Linked DNA regions of Mus musculus: regions 1, 2, 3, 5 and 6 are each linked to region 4. Evidence: chromatin contacts called from public HiChIP or PLAC-seq and promoter capture Hi-C data. All regions are on one chromosome and are shown on one strand. The core of a region is the stretch at or near the end of the contact, and the rest is flanking DNA. Distances in the headings are between cores, read along the strand shown.

The links. Promoter capture Hi-C pulls out the DNA fragments that hold promoters and counts their contacts. HiChIP or PLAC-seq counts read pairs in DNA pulled down with a chosen protein or histone mark.
Region 1: a contact with region 4 is called in an H3K4me3 HiChIP or PLAC-seq map of forebrain, with 4 times the contacts expected there. The contact joins the enhancer-like site here to the promoter of Csgalnact1 in region 4. A contact is called at or near these places in 17 of 39 promoter capture datasets (the 3T3-L1 cell line, 3T3-L1-derived adipocytes, the C10 cell line and 10 more), 1 of 484 Hi-C or Micro-C datasets (bone marrow-derived macrophages), 3 of 115 datasets of contacts at active chromatin or transcription factors (embryonic stem cells, forebrain and large pre-B cells) and 2 of 9 other capture datasets (adipose tissue and embryonic stem cells).
Region 2: an H3K27ac HiChIP or PLAC-seq map of the NIH/3T3 cell line shows a contact between it and region 4, with 8 times the contacts expected there. The contact joins the enhancer-like site here to the promoter of Csgalnact1 in region 4. A contact is called at or near these places in 13 of 39 promoter capture datasets (the HPC-7 cell line, HPC-7-derived erythroid cells, the SN4741 cell line and 8 more), 1 of 484 Hi-C or Micro-C datasets (neural progenitor cells), 7 of 115 datasets of contacts at active chromatin or transcription factors (the NIH/3T3 cell line, embryonic fibroblasts, embryonic stem cells and 3 more) and 2 of 9 other capture datasets (embryonic stem cells and liver).
Region 3: an H3K27ac HiChIP or PLAC-seq map of stem cell-derived neural progenitor cells shows a contact between it and region 4, with 12 times the contacts expected there. The contact joins the enhancer-like site here to the promoter of Csgalnact1 in region 4. A contact is called at or near these places in 7 of 39 promoter capture datasets (the C10 cell line, the HPC-7 cell line, cranial neural crest and 3 more), 1 of 15 datasets of contacts at CTCF or cohesin (large pre-B cells), 1 of 484 Hi-C or Micro-C datasets (embryonic fibroblasts) and 7 of 115 datasets of contacts at active chromatin or transcription factors (embryonic forebrain, embryonic limb bud, embryonic stem cells and 4 more).
Region 5: an H3K4me3 HiChIP or PLAC-seq map of forebrain shows a contact between it and region 4, with 6 times the contacts expected there. The contact joins the enhancer-like site here to the promoter of Csgalnact1 in region 4. A contact is called at or near these places in 16 of 39 promoter capture datasets (the 3T3-L1 cell line, 3T3-L1-derived adipocytes, the C10 cell line and 9 more), 7 of 115 datasets of contacts at active chromatin or transcription factors (the NIH/3T3 cell line, astrocytes, embryonic stem cells and 3 more) and 3 of 9 other capture datasets (adipose tissue, embryonic stem cells and macrophages).
Region 6: a contact with region 4 is called in a promoter capture Hi-C map of hematopoietic stem and progenitor cells, with 4 times the contacts expected there. The contact joins the enhancer-like site here to the promoter of Csgalnact1 in region 4. A contact is called at or near these places in 10 of 39 promoter capture datasets (the 3T3-L1 cell line, 3T3-L1-derived adipocytes, embryonic stem cells and 3 more), 3 of 115 datasets of contacts at active chromatin or transcription factors (bone marrow-derived macrophages, large pre-B cells and pro-B cells) and 2 of 9 other capture datasets (embryonic stem cells and liver).

Annotation. Positions count from the first base shown.
Region 1 is chr8:68,032,938-68,035,637 of GRCm38.p6, reverse strand. It overlaps a transcript of Psd3 not described here. Among named protein-coding and RNA genes, the nearest start is that of Psd3, 60 kb to the right of the region's middle. Within about 2 kb of position 1,412, at least 24 of the 459 cell types and tissues checked have an H3K27ac peak or open chromatin away from gene starts, as enhancers often do. A contact at or near this core is called in forebrain, where this site is marked.
Region 2 is chr8:68,190,385-68,193,242 of GRCm38.p6, reverse strand. It overlaps a transcript of Psd3 not described here. Among named protein-coding and RNA genes, the nearest start is that of Sh2d4a, 85 kb to the left of the region's middle. Within about 2 kb of position 1,277, at least 28 of the 459 cell types and tissues checked have an H3K27ac peak or open chromatin away from gene starts, as enhancers often do. A contact at or near this core is called in the NIH/3T3 cell line and embryonic fibroblasts, where this site is marked.
Region 3 is chr8:68,057,588-68,060,425 of GRCm38.p6, reverse strand. It overlaps a transcript of Psd3 not described here. Among named protein-coding and RNA genes, the nearest start is that of Psd3, 84 kb to the right of the region's middle. Within about 2 kb of position 1,530, at least 15 of the 459 cell types and tissues checked have an H3K27ac peak or open chromatin away from gene starts, as enhancers often do. A contact at or near this core is called in stem cell-derived neural progenitor cells, where this site is marked.
Region 4 is chr8:68,733,737-68,736,440 of GRCm38.p6, reverse strand. Csgalnact1 (chondroitin sulfate N-acetylgalactosaminyltransferase 1) reads left to right here and starts at 1,295. Exons shown (of 10, transcript NM_172753.5): 1 at 1,295-1,415.
Region 5 is chr8:68,082,355-68,085,054 of GRCm38.p6, reverse strand. It overlaps a transcript of Psd3 not described here. Among named protein-coding and RNA genes, the nearest start is that of Psd3, 110 kb to the right of the region's middle. Within about 2 kb of position 1,299, at least 96 of the 459 cell types and tissues checked have an H3K27ac peak or open chromatin away from gene starts, as enhancers often do. A contact at or near this core is called in the SN4741 cell line, adipose tissue, forebrain and 2 more, where this site is marked.
Region 6 is chr8:68,143,143-68,145,866 of GRCm38.p6, reverse strand. It overlaps a transcript of Psd3 not described here. Among named protein-coding and RNA genes, the nearest start is that of Sh2d4a, 130 kb to the left of the region's middle. Within about 2 kb of position 1,291, at least 21 of the 459 cell types and tissues checked have an H3K27ac peak or open chromatin away from gene starts, as enhancers often do.

The DNA of each region.
Region 1 (2,700 bases), core at 163-2,662, 700 kb after region 4:
AAACTTGATCTTGAGGGCATGATTGAATACCCATTTCCCAATAATCCATGGTATTATTTATTATTTAGAAAATCTTGACTCATCTACATTTCTTTGAGTATGTGTTAAGATTTAAATATTTTTGGCATGCTTATTTGTAGTTAATATTTCTTCTGTTTTGAATTTGCTGTTTGTGCTTTAAGGAGGATTTTGACCTTATGTACAATTTATAAAACTCCTAATACATTGATCTAATAGCAGAATGAACATATCTAGCTTTCTGTCACTAATAATATCAGATTACAAGATCTTGGAAGTGTCTATGGAGAGGAATAAATGTTTATTAGCTTACTTGATAAGTCAGTATTAATGCTCCTTATCTGGTTCAATCTTTGGTTCAATCTTAGAGGTAATATACAAAAGGCTATACTAGACCATTCTATCTGCTAATAGCTGTACATACCAGCCATAGCCTATAATCTTTCTGACTGACCTTATACCATACCTTTTCTCCCTTCTACCACAGTCTTTTACTCCTCAGTCATCCCTCGTTTAAGAAAATTCATTCACTTTTGCTGCTAAGTTAAGTTGAAATGGAAGCTGTATTTTGGCAAAAAGAATGAGAATTTCAGAAAATGGCTACCTAGAAGTAGTGTAATTTGATGTGTGAAGTGCTTGAGACATGTGCTGCTCTTTCATTTTGATTTTTTACATATTGCAGTAGGTATCTTGATGGGTGAGTGTACTGGTTGGTTTTGTGTCAACTTGACACAAGCTAGAGTTATCAGAGAGGAAGGAGGCTCAGTTGAGGAAACACCTCCATGAGGTCCAGCTGTAGGGCACTTTCTCAATTTGTGATCAGTGGGGGAGGACCCCACCCATGGTAGGTGGTTCCATCCCTGGGCTGGTGGTCCTGAGTTCTATAAGAAAGCAAGCTGAGCAAGCCATGGGGAGCAAGGCAGAAAGCAGCACACTCCATGGCTTCTGTATCAGCTCCTGCCTCCAGGATCCTGCCCTGTTTGAGTTCCTGTCCTGACTTCCTTCCATAATGAACAGTGATATGGAAGTGTAAGCCAAATAAACCTTTTTCTCCCACACTTGATTCATGGTCTTTTGTCACAGCAATAGAAATCCTAACTATGACAGCCAGTGACAGAGAAAGTGGGTAGAGTATGGGCAAAGCCCCTTTTCACAATAGTAGTATCCTCCTCCTCCTCTTCCTCCTCTTCTCCTCCTCTTCCTCCTCCTCCTCCCCTGGCTTCCACCATGTGTTTTTTTTTTTTTTTTTTTTTTTTTGGAAAGCTTTGCTTGCTGCCTGTCACATACCCCAGGGAGAGACATTTCTGCTGGCCTTTTGTCTTTTCCTCACTGGTACTTTCTCTTCATACCCTGGTGCTTGGGATGCCTCTCTCTCTAGTTGCCTAACACCATGGCAACAGGCCATGGTAACCGCTTCCTTGCAGTCAAGGGAGAAAAGCCTTCTAACTTTCCTTTCACTGCAACCTGCTGTTTTCAGTTCGCACTGTGATCCACTCTTTCTTTCCTCCCAGTTAAAAACAAGGAAGTTCTGATCCGTAATAAAAGTGCAGGATCCACTGATTGTCCTAACTCTCAGGTCTTCTGAGCCCAGTTTAAACCAAGATGTCCCTTGACCACTGTTTCTCCGGTAGTACCCATTCCATCCTCTGTCCCGCTATTCTGCTCTCTTTCTTTCTTTACTTGGTACGTTATATGTCTGACTGTATTTGGAGTCTGAGTGTTCATTCCTTCTAGAATGTAGTGTCTAGGTGAGTGAGACTTCCTTTCTGCTCACTCCTGTTTGTGTTCCCTTGACCATAAGTATTTGTCAGATGGCCACAGGACTTGGTGTTGGAAACCCTGATTTTGTTTCTTAGAACTTCCTCTCCTTGGGCCGTTCCCCTCTTGAAAGAAAGACATAGATTACATTTGGCCTTCTATAGGAAGTTAAGTCACTTCCAGCACATTTTGAAGCCCATCAGGTCCCAGGCCCCGGGCCAAGCAAGAGCTCAGTATGAGTAGGTTATAGGTCACACGATAGAACCTGGGATTTCACATTTGAAACCACTTGGCTGTGGATTGAATCCTGGTGCCTTTGTGTTTCTTCTAGTCACCATCGCTTCGAAGAAGTCTTTGGAAGCCTGTTTCTTCATTTACATCACCTACTTCCATGGCTTTTCATGCAGATACTTCTGATAGCATAGGGAAAGAATGGGTAGATAAGAAAAATAGATGATGGTGTTATGTGATTGTTAGTGTTTTACTTTTCTGGAGTTTCCATTTGTAAGTAGAGGTATTTTCTCAATTACGTTGCAGGCTGTTAAATCTAGTAGGAGCTGGGTTGAGTAGTTGTGGAGTTTGACTACCTAGGATCAAGTTCCATTGCTGAGTATCAGTGTGATCCCGAGGAAGAGACGGCCTCTAGGAGGACAGTAGTAAGTGCTCAGACTAGCCATTTCTACCCTGAAGTAAAGCTTTAGTGAAGTAATGTCTTGGTACACATTTTTTCATGACCTGTAGTTGCTGAAAAATTGATAGTCGCTGTCTTCTATGCTGCAGTGTCCACCCCTGCCTTAATAGAAATATCAACAATATTCCAATATAAACAATAGAGAAATATCAGCTCTACTTTTACATTTAGCTTTTTGTATACTTAAGATTAAGTCCATGAAGAACTGAGTTACTTCTCTGTAAAATTTGTAA
Region 2 (2,858 bases), core at 28-2,527, 540 kb after region 4:
TTGACTTCTTTCTTTGCTTTTATGTTTTTTAACCATTCCTTTTTCTTTTGTTTTCTGTATAAAATGACTAGTAAACATGATATAAGGAACCTTGCTGTCTTCATAACTTGACTAGAGTAGATTTCTCCCCCTCTGCCTCTCCCTGCCCCTCCTCACCTGCTCCCCCCTCCTCCTCCCCCCTCTCGTTTTCATTCTCTCTTTCTCTGGTAGATAGTTTTAATTGTCACGTTGACCCAACCTACACTCACCTGAAGAACCTCAATGAGTTATTGTCTACTTTGGGTTGGCCTGTGGGCATGTTTGTAGGAACTATCTTAATTAATTGATATGGGAAGACCTAGCCCATTGTTGGCAGCTATCCCCTGGGCAAATCATTTTGAACTGTATATATGAACAAGCCAAACTGAGCACATAGCATGTGAATGCATATGTATCCTTTTCTCTCTGGTCCTAACTGTGGATGAGATGGGACCAGCTATTTGAAGTTACTGCCTTGACATTCTCACAATGATGTCCTAGAATTGTAAGCAAAAATAAACCCTTTTCCCCAAAAGTTGCTCTTTTTGTCAGGGTGCTTCATTATGGCAACAAACATGAAACTTCCTCTCCTCCTCTCTCTCTTACTTTTCCATATTTTTTAAGAGGGAAAGGGTTTACTCAATTTTGAATACTCAAATAAGATAACTTTTCCTACTCTTCTCCCTGAAAGATAAATGCTCTACTAACACTGCATGCAAAAATCAATAAGAAAATGTGATTTTTAAATATTATTTTCATTTTTTTGTTATGAATGAAGACTCTTCATGATAATAGAGGATATAGTATTTTGCCTCCTAGCTTTAGTAGGCACTAAATGATTAATGGTTCTAGTCTACTAATTTAATGTTGTAAAAACTGACTATGTATTTTTGCACTTGATCTTGATCCAATGACTTATCACAAATATATTTATTGTACAGAATATCTTGTGCTTGACTATAGGGTAGATTTTTTCTTATAATTTGACTACGCTTTTAAAGTTTAAAAAATAAAATAAAACAACAAAATAAGCAACAAGTGAGTAGACTAAAGACTTGGAAGGAGACCTGAGAACAGAACACATCAAAATTGCTAACAAACTGTTAGTGAAGAGGTAACGTTCCAAGCTTGACGTAGGAAATGCACAGTAAATAGCCTTTTTTCCCCTTACATTTGCAATAAGCTGCTCTCCACACAATATACAGCCTTGCTCTGGATTGACATCATGTCTAACAGTAAGTCTGATGCAATCATTTGGAGGTTGAGCAGTCATGCAGTTCTTTCCTGTCCTGGAAATGACCCAGAGAGAACTCATTATGTGATGAGATACTTCTCCAGAGACTTTCCATGGTGCACTCCTGGGGTTGTTCAGATTCCTGTACTGTGATAATGGCATTCCTCACATGTTACAGTAAGATGCTCTGATTTAACCGTGGGGTTACAGAGTAAAACTCTTTGGCAAAGATCCCATAGAATCTGGAGTTCTGGATGGCAACAGAGGACCTGGTAGAACTCAGAAATGGCCTTACAGGAGACCTCATAGAGAAGTCATGTCAGGTAAGGACCCAGGTATTGGGGCCTGTGGGGGCCAGCTCCTGGTATCTTGCTGACCTGTCCTGCTGGCCTTCCTCTTCCCGACTTCAGTGTGTCAGGATGAGGCAGAGTGGTGGTAACACATCAAGCCATGTTTCCCAATAGAAAGAAAAATGAGAGGCATGTGAAATATTGAGCCTGTTTTCTGTTTCAGAGTAATAACACATAGATCCTCTGAACTACATATTGATTAATTTAAATACACTGCCTTATCCACAAGCTCTGTTCATTGGTGTGGTGATTCCTTCAGAAAATTAGACCTAGAAATCCCTTCATTTTCCCTTTAGACTTTGAAGGAAGCAAAAACTGGGAAAGAGCCTGATGGTGAGATTCCAGAGAAGGGACTAGGTTAACTGAGAAGTGCTAAATCGTTAGAAACAAAAGGTTACTTTTATTTATCAATAATGTCGACTACAATGGAAATATGGAGGGTGAGGAAGAACTGATTTTTTTCAATGTCCTCATTATTAAAATGCCAAAAGCAGAAGCTGAGATGCACAGATTCACCACAACATCACAAAATATGTAGACTGTAGCTTTGGATGCTAGTTTTGTGCCTCCTTGGATCTATGAATGCACCTTGGGTCTATGAATGTACTCTCTTAGTGAGTTAGACAAACAGGAAAAAGGGAAACGATCTGTGAGGATGTGAGCACACTTTTCTGAGCAGAGGCCAAGGAAGCCAGATTGGACTGGTTTCCAATTTGTACCAGAAATACATAAAGTCTAATTATGTCAATGGTACCTTTGAAAAAGTAAGACAGCAATCCTATACTTTCAAAACTGTGACTAGGACATGCAAACTTGACTTTAGTTGGTATAGGTAGTATAAATGATGGCTTCCCAAAGATATGCAACAGCCTGACCAATAGAACCGTGTGTGTGTGTGTGTGTGTGTGTGTGTGTGTGTGTAAGAGAGAGAGATAGATAGACAGAGACAGAGAGACAGAGAGAGAGCATGTGTGTGTGTTCTTTGTGTATGCTCTTGTGGGGTTTTTCCTGTGTTTATTCTTGTGTGTTCTTGTGTTTGTGTCCTTGCATGTGTGTTTTTGTATGTATGTATGTTTTTGTGTGTGTATGTGCAAAAGTCAGAGGACAGCCTGAAGTGTTATCCTCAGGAAAACCATCCATCTCCTTTGAAATGAGGTCTGTCATTGGCCTGGGGCATCATCAGATGTTCTGTCTCCAATTAGCAAGTCTACCCTGTTGATCTCCATACTCACTGAAGAACTCTGTCTCCACCCATT
Region 3 (2,838 bases), core at 281-2,780, 680 kb after region 4:
ATTAATTTTAGGGAGTACTAATGAGGTTCTCTAGATTTTATACTAAGATATTGATGACATTCTCCAGTTTGTTAGTTCTCAGTGTTCATGTCCTGGTAAGCTTGTGTTATTTGTGATATTGTATGTGCATTCAGAAATGAAATGGTGCTGTATTACTTAATACTATTCTATTCTGTGTTTGTGAGTTATATGACCATTTTCCAAAGTTCCAAATGCTGCTGCTATTTGTAGTGACTGAGTATATAATGAGAATTTGAAGTGTGTGGTTGACAAGTTTTACAATCCAAATTGTTGTGCCTTGTTGGAAAATAATGTGTAGCTCATAACATTAATAATGAATCTTTGCTTATGCTATATCTTATTTACACAAAAATAGCACATGTCCTTGCAATGTTTGTTTGCCCTACCAAATGAACGATTTTTTGCTGTGCCCAGAATGTCAACAAACTGAAATCGAAGTTACCGTTGCCAAGCTGACAAGGACTTTGTTGAAACTCCAGGGCACAGAGGTGGTAGATAATTCTCTTTTGGCAATGACTGTGATATAAGGAAGCTGAAAGCTACCAGTTCTCTCCTTCCATGAGAGCGTCAGGGCTGCCATTTTTTTTTTCATGCTGTGAGTTTGTGTATATGCACGGATGTGTACACATGTGCATGTGCAGGCCAGAGGACATCAGGTGCTGGTCCTTAGGACCTATCCACTTTTGGTGGCTGGTTAGTGAGCCTTCCTGTCTTGGTTTCCCCAGTGATGGGATTACATGTGGGTACCACTGTGTCTGGCACATTCTGTACATGGTTTCAGGAGCAGACTCAAGTCCTTGTGTTTGGAAGACCCTTCTTTTCATGCAGGTTGTCTGAGAAGCAGACTTGTCTTTAGTCTCATCTCAAGCCCTACCTTTTAGAAAATGCATTCTTTATAGTGAGGTGCCACAGGCATAGGTAATATTGACTGAGTTATGACGTGCATAGCCGAGAAGTCAGTACTGTCATCATCTCTATTTTGGAAGTCCTGAGAAATTTTTGTTGCTCAGGATCCCACAGCTATTAAAGCTGTGAAGCAAATATTCAAACTCAAGTAGGGGTCTGCTTAATCCCTTTCCTATGGCCTCACAGTTAGCACTCTGTGCTGCAGAAACTGACATTTTGGCTCTAAAAGGCAATGACTAATTTATCAGACTAATTCACCAACAATTCTATTGGCTTAAACAGCAGCAATAGTATTTCTTGGCTCAAGAGATAGAAATTGTATAATTTCTTATCCAGAGAACATTAAAGAGTACCCTATAGTCATAAATAATTAAAATAAAAGATGAAGCAGATTAACAATTTAAAGTTGAATGTGAGCCTCGCTTATTCTAATTCCTAATTATGTCACCTCAGAGAAGTATCTGGATGTTTCTGCCACAGTGGTGTTGACACAGAGAGGACTGCTTTTCCTTGTTATTTTTTCCCAGGAACTGGAGCTCAGGGCTCTTTGAAAGTCTGTCTGAAACAATAAGAGGGGGCTAGGGAACCAGCAGAGGGCTTTCATAAGATCAGGCCACAGCTGCTCCCTGCTTGTCTAGCCTTCTGTTCTCAGACCTTCGCTAAGGAAAGATACATTGAGAAATGAAGCAGCTTGCCTCTTCTGTGGCTGTCGGTCAGTGCACATGGGAAACAGAACATGTTAAAAAGCTGCTGTAGCTTCCCTCGCTTGCCCTGCAGGAGGTCACTGGTGAAGCATTAATGGGATTGCTTTTCCGTAGGTGAACTTCTGCTAGCTATTTTGGAATTCAGGGTTTTGAAAACTTTATTTTCCAAGAAGCTGCTGGGCAAGGTAGAATGAGTCACAGGACACTGAGGCAAGGGGACTCTGAGTGAATGGCACAGACTGTGTGCAGTTAGATGCTTGCTGGCTTTGCCATTGTATTACTTTCTAGCAAATTTGCAGTAGAAAATTACCATGAAATTGGCATCAGGCTGTTCGATCTTTCAGGGCATCTCCTGTGACTAACCCTGTGTGTGCGCGTCAAGAGCTTTGGGGAGTGTATACTACTTTCTTGGGTTGGAGCTTTCTTTTTTTTTTTTTTTTTTTTTTTTTTTAAGATTTATTTATTTATTTATTTAATGTGTGTACACTATAGCTGTCTTCAGACACTCCAGAAGAGGGCATCAGATTTTTGTTACGGATGGTTGTGAGCCACCATGTGTTTGCTGGGATTTGAACTCAGGACCTTTGGAAGAGCAGTCGGTGCTCTTAACCGCTGAGCCATCTCATCAGCCCCCGGGTTGGAGCTTTCTGCTCGAATGATGCAGTTCCTTTTGGACAGATTTACAGATTGCTTTCTGGTGGCTCTGCAGGGTCTATAAGCTCCTTGCCTGGCCTGCTGACACTTGCATCTTCTAATAAAATCTCCATGAGAAAACAAAACAAATAAACAAGGCACTATTGCTTTCCAGGCCCTGATATCTTCTGCGTAAATTAGGGCAGAAATTAAGGCGCATACTATTCATTCATCTACTCATTTATTCGCGGAGTCTGTGAACAGGTTTTGCCACTGACCTAAGCTGACCTAAAAGAACCTTCAAGGAACATGTAGAGACCTAGAGCCATTCTTAAGAGAGTCAAACTCTACAATTGGTAAATACTGGCCTTGCTGTTCCTAAAACTTCAGCACCTGTGAACATTCATGGACTCTATCCTCTTCATCAGCATTCTTCAGTAGATCTTTCTGTCCTGTTCATAATGTCCCAGACCGCCCCTGTTCAGTAGCCAGAATCTGTATGTACCTGAAATATGGTTATTCTCAAGAGCTGAATTTTACATTTTATTTAGTTCAGTGAATTTGTAAAGTCCTA
Region 4 (2,704 bases), core at 46-2,545:
GGGGTCTCTTTGCTTCTGCAATCAAGCTCTCCCAATAAACGTGTGCAGAAGGATCCTGTTGCAGCGTCATTCTTGCTGGTTGAGTCGGGCGCACGCAAGATATAAAGTATGTTCTCTATCTTTCACATAGCCTGCAGGGCATGTCTGTGCTGGGGCCATGGCATACTCAGAATTTCTAGCCCATTTTTCCAAACTAAAACCTATGTATAACTTTATTACATGATTCTGGAGACACCATTGAGTAAAGAGATGAGAGCTACTTCAGTAGGTGAAAGCAATCAGAACTAGAAGAACCTATCAGTAGATGAAGACAGGAATGCTTTAGTGGCAGTTAGGACAAAAGCTCTGAAGAAGTTGCCCGACTACCTACTAAGTGTGAAATCAAAAAACCCTGACTTCCACCTAGTGACGTCCATCTGCAAATGGAAATTGCCATATGATTGCCTTTTGAGGATGCTAGGAGCTAATCTGTGAGAAATAACTGATGTCCACATATGTACGTGCATATCTATGCAGTGTTAACTCTTTGTTATCTTCCTATCATGCAGTACTTTGATGCAGCTAGAAAAATTACACTGTATGTTTTGTGATTTGGCAAACACGGATTCTTCTATTTTTCCACGAATCTCAGCTGAGTTGATGTAGGGATGTGGCCGCTAGAGGTCCTTACAGACATCGCTTAGCCACAGTTGGGGCTGAAGGGTTAAAGGGGTTTCTGATCTTTTGTAAATAAAAGCTTCTTACTGAAGGCCTTATTACTACAACTCAGGGCACCCAAAACAGTGACTATCTTATTAATTCTCTCAAGTAGAGTGTAAGAAGTTTTGGAGGCAAGCCATTAGGACAGTCCTAGCAGCGCAAATGCCTCGGGGATGAGTTGGGGAGTGGGGACGAACTTGTAGGATAGATGCCCCCTCTCTGTTGGGGCGCAACTTCCAACAGTGCCCTAGTCTCTATCGCCAACTTCTCTGATGTTGGTGATCAATCACACTTGAAGTCTCTACGGTACAGGAGACCCTGCTCTCCACTCATGCTCCCTGCAGTGACAGTCTCTCAACCAGGGCACCCTGCTCTGCTCGGACCTGGAGCGGGGACGCACTGCAGACTGGCCCTGGAGGAATTAGATGACTGCAGCCATACACGACCCCAGCCCTGAGGCCCACGCTACCCCCACCTCTCAGCTCTCGGCTCCTCGGGCTCCCACTCGGAGGCCGGCGCTGTGCTTGGCCGCTGTTCAGCCCGCGCTCCCCGCTTTCCCCCTCCCCCTACTGCTCCGGGTCCCTGGAGGCTCAGCGGCTGTTGGAACTGGAGGTGGAGCCGAGCCCAGGGCCGCCTCGCAGGAGGGAAAGTTCAGCGGCAGCAGGGGAGCAGCGTAGCCGAGGGATCCGGCTCCGCTGTCTGCAGTGTTGCCTGGGGTAAGTCGGGGTCCCTACCCTGAGGGCTGGACGGGTGTGGCCCGCTATGTGCGGGCGTGTCGCTGCCGTTTTCCAGTCCGCGCCACTGCCCCCGACCTCGACCTCAGGGTGGCTCTCTGTCAGCCGGGAGGACGCCTGCACCGCTGGCTTCCAGAGACCACTGCTGTCCTAGGGCTGAGGACTCCGGAATCACTGCCCTCTGTAGCCCTTGCGAGGCGCGTGGAGGGATCGGTGTCTCTAGGTGGACGCGCGAGGGTCCCGTGCCGCACCCCACGGCCAGCTCAGCTTCTTCAGCGGTAATTGAGCCCCCAGCTGTTGGCTTACTCTCCAGAAACCCCACTTCAAAGTAGCCTTGGCATATGTGCGGGTGCCTCTAGTTTGCTGTTTTTGGATTGTATTTGCTGTGATGAAGAGGGTGGCCCGTGGGCAGCACGCTCCCCTGCATTGTGCCGCCGCGATGGTGACTCTCTGGATCCCAAGGGTCTTCACATCTGCATGTGACTGCATGCAGTTGTATGTGCCAGGGGCGGGGAGAAGCTCTTCCAGGGAATGGTCTAGGGGTGCAGTGGGGCATTCCGAGGGCTGGAGGAAAAGGAAAGCTGTGCTGGGCGAAGGCAAAGTTGTTTGTTTCCGCCACACTTCCTGCACCTGTACCCCTGTCGTCAGTGATTCTGAAGTTATGGAGGAAAAGACGTTAACACTATTGTACATATCCTCAGTGGACGCTAAAAATGAAGTAGTAATGAATGATCGGATGGCTGTATTTTGCAAAATCCATTTTTTATTCAGATTGCAACGACTTGGCACAGTTTTGACTTAAATGTCATTAAAGACAACTAACTACGATTCTATATTTATAAAGAATTTAAATATCTAGTAAACCCTAGCAATTCCACGGGGTTTATTGGATTGTGTTGACACTTTTTGTTCAAGAGAGCTCCAATTATTATGGTCCTTGAGCATTAATAAACTATGGGTTCTGCTGCGTGGAGAGAAGTCTAACAAACTTGGAAACAGAAGTGTAAGGCAGAGAGTAACTGGTTCTCTAGGCATAAAAGGTCACCTGAACACACAGAAGAGGGATTGCTGTAACAGAGGGATTATGTGTTGAGCTTCCAGAAAATATGAGATGGGCAATTCCCATTGTAGGAACCTAATACATATATGATCACTCCTCTGCATTGAATCAACTACCTAATGGATGTGTCCAATGTGCTTCACTAGGGTGAGCTCAGGAAGTGAGCTTCGTAGGGTGAAGAACAGCTATTAAAACAGCCTAAGACAAAATC
Region 5 (2,700 bases), core at 50-2,549, 650 kb after region 4:
CAAAGACAGAGAGTTTTACTTTAGGGCAGTGGTTGTCAATCTTCCAAATATGGGGCCCTTTTATATAGTTTTTTATGTTGTGGTGAACTCCAACCCTAAAATTATGTTTGTTGCTTCTTCATTACTCTAACTTTGCTACTATTATAAATGGTAACATGAACATCTAATATGCAGTATATCTAATATGCGCCCCCTGTGAAAGGGTCACACAACTCCCAGGTAGAGTCTTAGAGGCTCACGGTGACTCAGAGGCATAAGGAGTGCAACTGTTGTGTTTGTGAGTAAGACTACAGTTGTGGGAGATATTTTTCTCTCTTCTTTAAAAAGAACACCTCAGTTTAGAAGCTTTTGGAGAGTCAATTGTGCTCCCTCCAATTCATGTTCCTATACTAACTAACACATGTAAATGTGTTTGAAGATGAGGTTTGTGAAGAGGTGAGGGAAACTGAGGTCACCAGAGGTAGCACTAATGCAAGCTGACTGAAGTCACCTGCAATCTCCATATTCAGTAGGCTATGGCAAGAAGATCAAGAATTAGAGAGTAGCCAGGGCGTACATGCATCAAGTGTGACCCTGATGTGGCACAGGGTACATCCATTGGCAAGCAAAGTAAAGAAGCCTCAAGCGATCAAGCCTGCTGACACTTGCTGCCTCCAGAACCCTGAGAAAATGAATTGCTGTTGGTAAAGCTTATTTCTATCATATTTCTCTTTAGCGGTCCAAGGAAAATGGCATCTTGTGCAGCAGTCCCAAGTTTATGTGACATGAGAAGACCCGGTTATACTTCCTTGTTCCCCTGCCCGTGCAGAATAAACAATGTTGGTCTTCTTTATTTTGTGAATGGATCTACTTAGAGATTCATAATCACATTCTATCCTGCCAGCTTGCAGCTCAACAAACATTTCACAGTTCCGTGTTTATTGGCCACTTGCTGATTTTAAGCCAGTACTCGTTCTTCATAAGCTAGCACATTGGTAATTAAACCATGCAGAGTACATAAACTATTCATTCAATGGCTGAGTACTATTAGGCTCTTTTATCCATCCATCTTCACAAACTCACTGCTTTTTATTGCGCTCAAAGCTGCAACCATTTCTTTAGAAATCTGCCTTTCAAAGGTGTGGACTTTAACCAGCAGGGGGAGGGGGATAAAAGAACACACTGCCCTCATAAAAGGATCCTATAAAAGTGTCTCCAGGTGCTCTTCTGTTTTCAGGCAATAGATCTGCCAGGACTATGTGCCCTGGAGGAGAGAGTGGAACCGGGCCTCTTTGAAGAGCCGAGAAGACTGGTTCCACTGTCTCACCAGGCTTGCTGTTTTATTTCAGTCCCAGGGGGAAGCCAACAAGCCCATTGGCCTCACCCTGACTGCTACTTCTGGCAGAGACTTCTGGAGAATGAATCAGAAGCCGGCTGCCCTAGCTCTTTGAAGTCTTTGAATGTGCATGCTACTTGTTTCTAGGTTTGGGCAAGCCAGGGCTACTGCATAACGAAGGATAGAAAGCAAATTTGCATAGTATTTCATTTTTTCAACAAGTCTAAGCCAAAGACATTCAGTGACCAAACTTGAAGGTGAGTAGACATTATCTGCCACCAGAATCATCAGACCAGAAAGCCTACCAGTCTAAAACTTGGCTCCTAGGACAGGGTATTATGTCAGTTTCTCCCGGAGTACAAGTATTGTGGTCGTTTTGCTAACATGTTTCTGTCCATAGGGAGGAGAGGGACAGATCTTGCTGATTAATTCATATCACTCACCACATTGCTTCTGAGTACTTCCTTGTGCCAGGTGTTATGTAAGGTCGTAGAGAACAGCAATGAATCAGGCTCTGCCCTTAGGGCTCAACAGTACAACTTAGGCGGAGCAAAAGCTGTTTGCTCCACCCCTCCCCCCTCTGCCAGCCCTCAGCTCTCTTATCAATGTCTTTTCCTCCATTCATTTGTTCTCTGCTCACTCCCACTCCCAGGGTTTTACTACTGGAAAAGCTCCAGGAAGAGAGGTGATGCCTAGCCAGGGCACCAATCCCCAGTGGAGGAATTTTATCATATAAATAATATTGTTACATGTATTTAATGGCCCCTCTAGTTCAGGGATCCCAAATCCCTGTGTGTAATGAAATCTGTAGTCTGAATCAGCTTTGCTATACCCTAGAGGTCCTGGGGGAGTAGCCTAGAACTCAGGGAGCTGCCAGGGTTGAGAGGCACCTCAAGGCTTGAAATCCACAGTGAAGTTTGTCAATAGATAATCAGAAGCTGACTGCCATTGCATCTCTCTCTCTCTTCCCCCCCCCCTCTCTCTCTCTCTCTCTCTCTCTGTGTGTGTGTGTGTGTGTGTGTGTGTGTGTGTGCTTATGTTCTTAAGTACCTTGTCTACTCAAGCACCTAGCTTATTTTCTGCTTCCTGAAGAGATTTATGGCTACATTTCCATAGGAATAAAAGTCCTGCTGGCAGGGAGCCCCAGAGAGGCAGAGAGTGGTGGTTTGTAGAGAATCACTGAAAAAATGTAATTGCTGGCAGCTGTTTGCCCCAGGGCTGCCAGTCATAAAATTTAACCCTTAATTATCCAGGCATTCTACAGGCAGAGACCTCTCTTGATCTAAGACAAGTGTTCACCATAGTCCTATAATAGAGGACTGTATATCTGTCATTACCTATTTTAAAGTCATTGCTTCTATTGCAGGACTAACCAACCATTGCAC
Region 6 (2,724 bases), core at 42-2,541, 590 kb after region 4:
TTCTGTTCAGGAAATTGTCTCCTGTGCCAATATATTCAAGGGTATTTCTCACTTTCTTTTCTATGAGATTTAGTATCTCTTAACTGAATACATAAATAAACCGTTTTATTCATACAGGTAACTACACTCAATACACAACAGAAATATAAAGGTGTGTGTGTGTGTGTGTGTGTGTGTGTGTATCACTACATTCCCATTTTATTTAATGTTCATAGTAACATAGCCCCAAAGTTGGTGCAACTTCAATATCTCTTAACTGGAAGCATAATGTTTTTAGCCATACAGTAAACACAGCCATTCCATTGTTTCATTCTGTAACATTGATATACCTTGCAGACATTGTCCTAACCATGACAAAAGCCTTTTCATGTTGGGCCATCTCAACAGCCTATAAGATTTATTTTTCCTCTGTTGTGTGTGTGTGTGTATGTGAAAAAACTACATGCATTTATATATACCGATCCACTTACATTCCAGAACCCAGAAGGCAGACAAAGCATCAGGTTCCATGAAACTAGAGTTACTGGTGTTTGTGAACTGCCATGCAGATTCTGGAAACAAAATTAAGGTCCTTTTCAAGAGCAGCCTGTAGTCTTCACTGCCAAACCGTCTCTCCAGCCTCTGCTATCTTAACTGAAAAAAATAAATAAGCTAGTTAAGGTAACGTGTACCTGTAATCGCAGAGCAGGGGACGCTGAGACAGGAACACCATCTGATCTAAGGATTAAGGATTACTTAGCTCTAGGATAGGTGGATTACACTGAGAAACTGTTAGAAAGAAAGCAAGAAAGAGGGTGTTAGGAAAGAAAGGAGGATGGAGGGAAGAAGTAAGGAATGGAGAGAGGAAGAGAAATCAGAAAAGCAAACCGAAAGGGCTACATATTGCGTGGTTTTATTCATATGAAATGCCTGGACTAGGCAAATACAGACAGACAGAAAGTAGGTCGCTGGTTTCCAGAGGAAGGTGAGAGAGGAGAGAGACAAATAACTCTCTAACTGACATGAAGGACACTCGTGATGAGATCAAAAGAGTTCTGGAATCACAGAGTGGGGTGATAGTACAACACAGTGAAATTGCTACAAACCTTATAGAATGATAAATGTGATAAGATATGAATTAAATGCCCCAGAAAGATTCTGAAAACAAAGAGAAATACATTCTACATAAACCATTACTGAGGGCAGCAGAGAGTGTGTTTATGCAAAAAATAAGCAAGTGAGTGAAAGGAATTTTGCCGTAGATTTCTGTTAAGAAGGAAAGTGTGGTGAATTCTTATTTCCAGTCTGAGTCAGCCTCCCAGAGGAGCAGAGCAGGACTTTCCTGGGTCACTGCTCTCTCTGGGCCATGGCTCCCGTACTCAGAATTTGGAAATGCAATTGTTCGAGCTGAGTGAACACAATTCTGTTGGAGCATATGAAAATCCGCAGAAAGTGCAGCCGGGCAGCTGGAGACATGCTTGGGTTAAGGGAGAATTGTTGTTTGTTGGTTTATTCTTTTAAAGATTTAGGTAAAGTGAAACAGATAAAGACAGAATTCTAGCCAGAGCTCATGAAACTCATACACCATGGATGAATATCTAAAATGCCCTGTCTTTGGTATCTATAGGAGGTTAAGGTAGGCAACCCAATTAAAACAGAGCTTATCTGCACTTCATCCCAGGGCTGGGGAAAACACAAAGAAGGGGGATATACTTTCAGTAAAGTGGAGTGTGCTGCCATGTTTTTAATGACCCTATGGTAAGCTCACTTTTAAGAAGTACACTGAAATGGTCTAAGTCCTAGGAGGAAATGTCTAGTGAAGCTTTGCTTTCACTCATTCTCAGATCCATTGCTGAAAGAAACCCAAATAGGTTGGCAGGCAGGCAGGCAGGCAGAGAGGAGGAACTCGGGCTTCAGTGGTGGTCCAGAAATAGCTAATGTACAAGACAGGCCTCAGTGGTGACCCAGAAGTAAATGAGACAACTCTGTCATAATACAGATGAGTTGTCAGCAAAGACCGTCAAGGTGACTCTACACACCCAGCCTGCTGTGTCTGGAGCAGTAGGTTTAGCTGTCTACTTCTTTGGAGCACTAGAGATAGAACTAACCGATTACAGCATAAAGTTTTCTGGATTTACAAATCATGGCTCAGATGGTCCCATGCAAGGGGACAAAAAGGATGAGAAACTTCCCAATTAGCTTGATGAGTATAAATGGAATGCTCTGTGCTACAGAAGTTCTGAGAGATGCACAATGTTGTGTATGTCATATGGGCTGGCTACATTGTAGTTCCAAATGCATGCTAAGGCATCAAGGCTCACAGGCAAACAAGTAGTACTGAGATATTTAAATAAAATCATTGTACCTTGTAATCTATATAAAACTATATAATCTAAAGAGTTACATATTTTAAAGAGTTACATATTTAACCCACTCCCATGGGGAGAAAAATCAAAGTCTTTTGTTTGTTTGTTTGTTTGTTTGTTTTTTGAGACAGGGTTTCTCTGTATAGTTCTGGCTGTCCTGGAACTCACTCTGTATGCCAGGCTGGCCTCAAACTCAGAAATCTTCCTGCCTCTGCCTCCCAAGTGCTGGGATTAAAGGCGTGTGCCACCACTGCCCGGCTGAAAGTCCATTTTGATTAGCTGTCACCTAGACTATCACCAAGTAAGGTGGAGTGTCAGTCTGAAGGTCGGGAAACAGCAGTGAATCTCCACCCTTCATCTGGAGAGAATTAGGGATGCT